2 separate regions of the Gasterosteus aculeatus genome follow, and region 2 is linked to region 1. Evidence: chromatin contacts called from public Hi-C data. All regions are on one chromosome and are shown on one strand. Each heading gives the region's core, a stretch centred on a gene start, on an enhancer-like site or on the middle of the called end of the contact. The rest is flanking DNA. Distances are from core to core; before and after follow the strand shown. Region 1 overlaps LOC120823518 (pre-B-cell leukemia transcription factor 1). Region 2 holds the start of glulb (glutamate-ammonia ligase (glutamine synthase) b).

What was found. Hi-C and Micro-C count contacts between places; a contact is called where the count stands out from the background.
Region 2: a Hi-C map of skeletal muscle shows a contact between it and region 1, with 3 times the contacts expected there. The contact joins the promoter of glulb here to the enhancer-like site in region 1. A contact is called at or near these places in 4 of 6 Hi-C or Micro-C datasets (skeletal muscle, tail fin and whole body).

Annotation. Positions count from the first base shown.
Region 1 is chr8:4,767,808-4,771,940 of fGasAcu3.hap1.1, forward strand. It overlaps LOC120823518 (pre-B-cell leukemia transcription factor 1), which reads right to left. Exons shown (of 8, transcript XM_040183566.2): 3 at 3,974-4,133; 4 at 2,866-3,056; 5 at 610-745. Among protein-coding and RNA genes, the nearest start is that of med8, 20 kb to the left of the region's middle. Within about 2 kb of position 2,329, at least 2 of the 9 cell types and tissues checked have open chromatin away from gene starts, as enhancers often do.
Region 2 is chr8:4,856,409-4,860,541 of fGasAcu3.hap1.1, forward strand. glulb (glutamate-ammonia ligase (glutamine synthase) b) reads left to right here and starts at 2,120. Exons shown (of 7, transcript XM_040183567.2): 1 at 2,120-2,277; 2 at 2,642-2,822; 3 at 2,957-3,118; 4 at 3,203-3,349; 5 at 3,722-3,849; 6 at 3,935-4,133. The coding sequence starts at 2,657.

The DNA of each region.
Region 1 (4,133 bases), core at 1,079-3,578:
ATAGTAAACGCTCATTGCACTGCTCATGCCCCAAATGTCTGCAGTGATACTTTTCAGAGGCTAATGGGCTTGCTAATCACTTCCATACACAGCGGGGTCATTTCCACAATTGACTAACCTATTGGTCTTTTTTCAATCAATCAATGAATAGTTTTGTGAAATGTTTTGATCTGATCCTACAAATCCTACAAAACAAAATGTTTTAAAAAAGTCAATTATCGATCAATAATTTATGAAAACAAACGTATATATGTTGTGTGTCACAGAGGTACCTTTACTAACTCTTGATGTTTTATATTTGGTGTATTGTAAGAAAATGAACTTTGACAGCAGCATCGTCTCCAGCCTGCGTTACCTCAATAAATACAAAGAGCCATTGGTCAAAAATAGCTCCGTCGGGTTTGAATTACAAGACGACAAACTTATGACATATATTTGTACTTTGAGTCCTTTCTTATCTCACTGAAAGGTACCGGTGAAAGATTAGAGGAGCTGTCGGTACCCATGAAAACGTCTTCTTAGGTTAGGAAACCGTGTCTGTCTCACTCTTCAGTACTGTGGTTTTCCCTACAGGTGACGTGGTGTGGCGTGCACTGATCTGTGGCGTACCTGGGCAACTGTGATGGCGCACTTCTTTGCCAGCTCCTCTTTAGCCTCTTCGCTTGGGTAGGGGTTACTGAGGTGAGAGTAGAAATACTCGTTCAGGATCTCTGTTGCCTGCTTGTTGAAGTTTCGTCTTTTCCGTCTGCGAAAACAGCATTGTTGAGTTAAAACGGGAGTCGGGTCCAGTTCGTCGATCACAGCGGCGTGGAGTCAGAAGCGGTCCGCGAAGCTGCTTAGGACGGTTCCATCAATGATAAGAGCTGGTCGGATTCTCCTTGTGCTAACAAAAGGTGCTTCAATGCTTCCTTTTTTATATTCTTTAGCATATGGGGCACACTGGACCATTTTTTACCAGAATAATTAGGCAGTCCCATTCTAATAGCAGTTGTCTTATTAATTCTTCTTCACACCTTTCCTTGACCTCACGACAATACTTGATTTAAATAATACCACTAGGAGTCACTAAACAAGCGATAAAAAGGCCTTTTCTAACTAAAGCGTTGACTTAATAGCGGTCTAATCTTCAAATGCTGCACTCACTTTAGGCTTCCCCCAGTCATGTGTTAGATGAAAAGGATTTGCTTTGTGAAAACTACTCCAGTACTAGAAACTTATCAATGTATGTGCTCTTCAGAGACTCTTTGTCAGCACTCAAGAGGACAATTGAGCCCAGAACTGCTTCACTACATCTGTTCATGAGCAACTGAGAAGAAGTGGCAGCAGCAACAAGAGCACACACGGGGGGCCGTTCTATTCTGCTCAAAATCTACTGTTACTCTAAGTAACATTTGAAAGGATTGTGCCAATTAGTCAATCACATATATAAAGAATCAAGTAATGATGAAAACAGCTATTGGTGAGGCTGCGTATCAAACGTCAATACGTTTATACGTTTAGGCTTTATAAATATAAAGTCTGGATTCAAATGTGTTGTCAGTCAGCTCTAAATTCAACAACAATTAACTATTTAAATTCAGAAAAGGTTTATAGAATTTTAAGTTCTTTGTGTGGTTGTTGGTTGGTACTTTTCTATTTATTAACCCTGCAGCCTTTTTTTGGCCACTTGGTGGCAGCTGTGCGATGAGGTTGTTGTGTCGAACAGGTTTGCACACAGTTGTGCATCCACACATCTGGCAGACAAATGACATCATTTGAAAAGGGAATATTAGGCAACCATGAAACCAAAACAATGCTGTAATTTGTTTCATGGTTAATGCAAACATAATAATTAGAGCCGCTTTAAAGCGAGCCTTGTTTTGACTTCAAAGGCACAGATTAACTGAGCCTGACAGCAAACACACAGATGATCCAAGTAAAATCTTTACACCCAAGCTCAAAATACAAGGCAGCACAGGAACACGGCTTTTTTCAACTCTCCATATAAACCCTGTGAAAGCCCCACCCCAACACACACACACACGCACACACACCTTTTTAAGGCAGACAGATATCACATGCCGATGCCCACGAGTTGACCGACCCTCCATCTCCTGCACCTATCAGGTCATGTCTGCACGTGCCACATCTGAAGAGGGCTTTGCATAAGCTGCAGGGGAACCCTGTGAAATCTCTGTGCATGTATCCACCGGTGAGGAGATTTGTGCTAAAATCTCTGTCCCGCACTCCAAAGCCTGCTTGAGAATATGCAAATGTGCACAGCGTGAGCTCCAGCAGCCAGTAGATTAATCAGCGGCGCCGAGCATGGCGGTGCCTCTCAACCAGTGAAAGCTCTCCCCTTCCTCTCCCTTCCCCTCCGCGCCGCCACAATCATTTGCAAGAGAATAGATAGGGGGCTTTGTAAGGGAGCGCAAGCCTCATTTAAATGTTATGCCTCCGACTCAGACTTTTGAGTGACATTTATCCTCGGAGAAATGTATGCAAATCCAAAGCGCGCATCAAGAGGAACAAGCGATTACATTAAAAAAGGGAAATAGTTAGCGCTGTGGAGCACGCGGTGAACTCTTATTGGCCGGCGTCGCTGGGTATGCTGGTCCAAATGGCATCCATAGACGCAAACCAGGCCGCTGCGTGCGGGCGTGTGTGTAAGCAGCAGAACGGCAGGCGCGCCGCAATTACAGCATGTTTACAGCCCGATAGGCCTCCTACGTCGCCCGTTCGTATGGATATCAGGCCGAGCAGGGGAGGCGCGCGACGATTTGCAACCGTTTGTTAGGAAGAGCGAGGTTGTTTGCGCCTCTGACTGCGGCTTTGGCACGCAACGGCACGGGCGGCGGCGTACACGGGGAGGAGGAAAAAGCCCACCTGGCATCGAGGAAGCGGGAGCGCAGGATCATGACGGCCTCGCAGGTGCTCTGCTTGAGCTGCATCTGGATGGAGCTGAACTTGCGGTGGATGATGTTCACCATGCGCTCGATCTCCTTGGGCGAAATCGGCCGCGTGCGCGACTGCTCCCGCAGCAGGTTCATCACGTGGGTGGTGAACTCGTTACACGCCTGTGGAGAGGACACACACGCACAGGGAACGTGTCAATGGAAGTACGCCGTAAGACTTTGCATATCTTATTCACCGCTGCAGAAACACACACACAGGCAATGGCACACAGTATTTAAAAGTCGCAGATCTGGGGCGCGCTTTCTCACAGAGTAAAGGGGGAATGTAAGCGCTGATATATTTCATATTCAACAGAAGTGGAGATGGCAGTTTGTTGAGAGGAACCAATGACGGCAGTTCCCCTCTCACAGCACAGCCGCCCTGAGAGACGAATACAACGTTTTTCATTCACCCAGCGCGTGTGACACCAGGCGTGAATCTGCCACCATATTACACTGCGACTCGGCGTCTCGTAATGTCTCCTCTTCTTTATTTCCTCTCCCCCCGTCGCTCTCCCTCTCCGGGTTTAAGCCGTGTCAGGCTTTGTGTGTGTGCCTGTCTATCTGCGTGTTCATCTGTCTCACTCGCATGCATCCGAAAGCGACGCCATTGTTATAAATGCGCTGCTTATGAAGGAAAGCCTCCCCCCTCCCCCCTCCCCACTCCCCCTCCATCCTCCCCCCTCCCGACTCCCCCTCCATCCTCCGAGTCCAACAGACATTGAGGAGTATACTTGGAAAGGCACAACGTAGTGCACATGCTGGACCATCCTGGGCTGAGAAACATCACCTACTGAGAGGGGCACACTTAACATTCAAGCAGATCTTTTTGTTTGGGATTTATTTGGCGAAGGGGGTCTAACATTACGGAACAAGTAGGCTCCGTTCGGCTGTGGAGGCCCTCGACTTCATGGAGTCTAGAATGTTCAAGTCATGTTGCTGTTGTTCTGGCGGGTGCAACGCTTCAAAAATGGCGAGATGAAGTGGTATCAATGGTATCAGTATTATTTATCAGTATTATTCCTACTATATGTCCTCACCTGCTCGTACTTCTCCAGCTCTGTGTGGTAGATCTGTCTGATCTGGGTCAGCTTCGCCCTGTAGTCGGAGTGCTCCGTGGAGTTGTCCGCCCCGACCCCGCCCGAGGCCGCCGCCGCGGCCGCCGCCGCCGCCGAGCCGCCGCCTTTCTCCGGACCGGAC
Region 2 (4,133 bases), core at 870-3,369, 88 kb after region 1:
ACACGGCTGGCTGTGAGTCTGCGTGTCCCCGTGAGTGTTTTTACTGTGACTAAGTGATGTGGCTGACGGGAAGCGGGTGCTCATTCCAGGTGTGTGGAGTCTCAGCCCCAGAAATCACTTGATCTGCAGCTCATTCGTTCCTGTTTTTCCTGGAAAGAAGTGTACATGTGCACACATTACGGGGGGGGGCCTTTCCCACGTACACTCATTGCCTCGGTGCCTTTGAGCCGGAGTCTCTCTCTATGTGAGATGGTCCCACTCAGCAGAGCGACTCCACTGCACGAGACCGGGAAGAGGCCCTGCAAACATGTTGTTAAGCATTCAGGTGCAGCATTACTGCTCCGTGTTATGCTGATCATGCATTTACCTTCATAAATACACAGTCCAGCTGTTCTAACGGACAAACTTGCAGGTATTGAACGCAGCAGAACACTCTTTTTTCTTTGACGGCAGTGATTCCTCCGGGCCTGTTTTCCAGTAGTTTTACACAGCCCCCGTGAGGGAAGGATAATCTTAGGCCTCCAACCGGCGTCCTGCTGCTTTTAGTTTACGGGCATTGAGCTGTTGGGCGTCGCTGCCTCTTGTTTTTATGAGGAGATTTCTTTTCCGTCACTGCGTGCATGTTTTCCTCCAAGGCAAAGTGATGCGTACATTTTGTTGGGTTGTTTATTCTGGAGTCATGTGATGTAAAAGTGGTGAGAGAAATAGGTGGATGGCCTTGTAAAGAGAGGCTTCAATCGTTATAATATCACAAGCAACCTCATTTTGAATTGTTTTTGTTGTTTTAGGACCACTTGGTATTTGTCTCTGACTACATTTAAATGTATATGCTTTATACCCCCCCCTATTAATATTATATATCATCAAAAGATAGAGTCAAATTACAGATTGTAAAATATGCTGTCAGTTCAGTAGTGTTTACATTTCAACCTAACGTATTTAGTAGTGGTAAAGTTGTACAATCATAATTCAGTTGGATTATAAAGGCCTTGTGTTGTTCTCAGACAGAAATTTGACTCTTTGTTCGAACCTCACACCCGCTCTGCTCGCTGTATTGTGTTGCTGTCCAGGCTGCCGAGTCACGACATACCTTGAAGATCATTTGCCGACTTTTGATAGCTCGCTGTTGTTCAACCAGATCTAAACGGACAAACTTGTTTCAGCGGAGCCGCTAATCGGCTTAGTGTCAGAAAGGACCAGATCTCAGACAAGGTTTCATGAGTTCATGTTACAGCAAATATCGGATCTTGTTACCAAAGTGGAAATTTACTGTACATTTAATCCACCCTGAGGTGCATGAACTTTGAGTGTTTCATCATATTTGAAGTTGAAGAAAATTAAGTTATAGTTACTTTTATTATATTAAATACAAAATAAATGATCAACTTATGATGCATATTTGCGCGTTCTACAGCTCACATGGAGAAGTTAAGATGAACTGAACCTCCAACAACTACACCATGAGCCATCAAATATCGTTTATATATCAGTAATAAAGATTCAATCACTGGGAGGTCATTCAGCTGCATAATGAGAATTTTTGGAAGCAAATATTGGGCTTTTTACACCACAGCATTTAATTGGGGGTTATAAAGCAGATACTGATGTTACATGATGTTACATGCAAAATGTATTATTGGGTTTACAGAACAGATTGTATGGCTGTAGATTAAACTACCTAAAAGTGAAAGAAGCATTTGAAATGAAAAGGTAAAACAGCTACCAAGAAATGTCAAATATTGCCTGCATAAATTAGCTCCTTGATGATCACCAAATAAAACAATATGTTTGGTACTTTTGCTGAGGGCTATTTGTACTTAAAGTAGTTTAAGTTTTTTTTTTACACAGGATTTATTCACACAAGATTCTAGTACTCAGTCTGAGTTGGCTCATCATCATCCAATACTCATCCGGTTAATATTTGAAATTTTACATTGAATAATTTTACAGTTGAACTTCTGAGGATAAATTGTTCTGATAACTTTAATCACTGTAATCCGCTTTGATTTCCCATAATTGATCACATCAGCCTTTTATCATCATCAGCCAAGCGAGATTTGAAAGGTTCTCGGCCTCGCGTATCTGCGCGTCACGCACTCGTCACGTGCTAGTTTCGGCCAATCAGAGGCGGCGCCGATGCGCAGCAGCGGCTGCAGTATAAATCAGCCGTGGAAGCGGAGGTGAAGCAGGAATGAAAGACAATAGAAACCTTCACAAAGAACACGGTTCCAGAGGCTCGTATAATCTTTTGATATTTTCCTTTACTTAACAGACAAGGTAAGAGCTTTCGGACTTTTCCACTTGTGCGGACTGGATTTGGTCTTAGAAGGAGAAATTGATTTCTTTATGAGTGCTGCTTCAACTTTCCTTTTGTTTCTACATGGTACGCCATCGCTTTGGTTGTTGACTTTACACTAATATTAACCACACGTAAAGTATCAATACTGTTTTATCATTTCTTTTGTGACTTATTGGTTGTTTTATAAGAAGTCAGCAGACCCGATGATTAGAAGACTTGTTGGCCAGCAAAAACTGAAGTTGAAACTTTTCTTTGTCCGGTTGTGCCCATTTTACGAATGTATGAAACGTATAGTGTATCCACACTGGGGGAGGCTCACAATCTGTCCTCTTCCCTCTGCAGGTTTTGGTCAGCACAATGGCCACCTCAACCAGTTCTAAACTGAACAAAGCTGTTAAGCAACAGTACATGGACCTCCCTCAGGGGGATAAGGTCCAAGCCATGTACATCTGGATCGACGGTTCTGGAGAGGGACTGCGTTGCAAGACCAGAACTTTGGATTCTGAACCCAAGACAATTGAGGGTAAGATCTGCCCCTCCAATATGATCCACACGTCCACGTGCGCTCCGTGCCCTGAAACCTGATGTTTTTTCAGACTTTGGAGTACACAATTGATTTCAGGTGTTGTTTTGTTGTTGTTATTTGGTCTGGGACAGAGCTTCCTGAGTGGAACTTTGATGGCTCCAGCACGTACCAGTCAGAGGGCTCCAACAGCGACATGTACTTGATCCCTGCCGCCATGTTCAGGGACCCGTTCAGAAAAGACCCCAACAAGCTGGTGCTCTGCGAGGTGCTCAAGTACAACCACAAGCCTGCAGGTAAAGCAGAGACGAGCACGTCGGGAAACCGTCGCAAATTGAGCCGTGTCGGATTCCAGCTAATCCCTGCCGTCGTTCCAACAGAGACCAATCTGCGGCACACGTGTAAGCAGATCATGAGCATGGTGGAGAATAACCACCCGTGGTTCGGCATGGAGCAGGAGTACACCATCCTGGGCACGGATGGACATCCCTTCGGCTGGCCCTCCAACGGCTTCCCTGGTCCACAAGGTGAATGTCGGGGTTCCCCGGCCAGCCTGATCTAACGATGTAAAATAAACGTGTTGTTGCATTTTTAACAATAAATCAATGTTAAATTGTAAGAATACAATACTAACACTAACCCCCTCAAAAAATCCAACATGGTGGAGAGACGTTCACTCAAGAATCCGACATGGTCCGCCATGTTGTTCACTCAAGGGGCGTGGTTAACCACCGCCAGTTCCTATGTATTGTTACCAATTTGTATGTTCAAGATTTTCGTACACATTATTACATTATTACAATCAGGTTTTGGAGATCACGTTGCCCTGGCGGGTCTCATAGAGTCCTCTGAAGGCCGTGTGACTTTTAATGTTCCGTTTTCTTCTTCCGCCTGATTAGGGCCTTATTACTGTGGAGTTGGAGCGGACAAGGCGTACGGGCGCGACATCGTGGAGGCCCATTACCGGGCCTGCATGTACGCGGGGGTTGACATCTGCGGCACCAATGCTGAAGTCATGCCAGCTCAGGTATTGTCCCTTTGTCTTTTTTGTTGTCGGATTGTGTAACACCAAATCGGGAGTAGTCAATAATGCAGTCTCTGTTGTGTTTCAGTGGGAGTTCCAGGTTGGGCCCAGTGAAGGCATCAACATGGGGGATCATCTGTGGGTTGCTCGCTTCATCCTTCACAGAGTGTGTGAGGATTTTGGCGTGGTGGTCTCCTTTGACCCCAAACCAATCCCGGGCAACTGGAACGGCGCTGGCTGCCACACAAACTTCAGCACCAAGGAGATGCGAGAGGAAGGCGGACTGA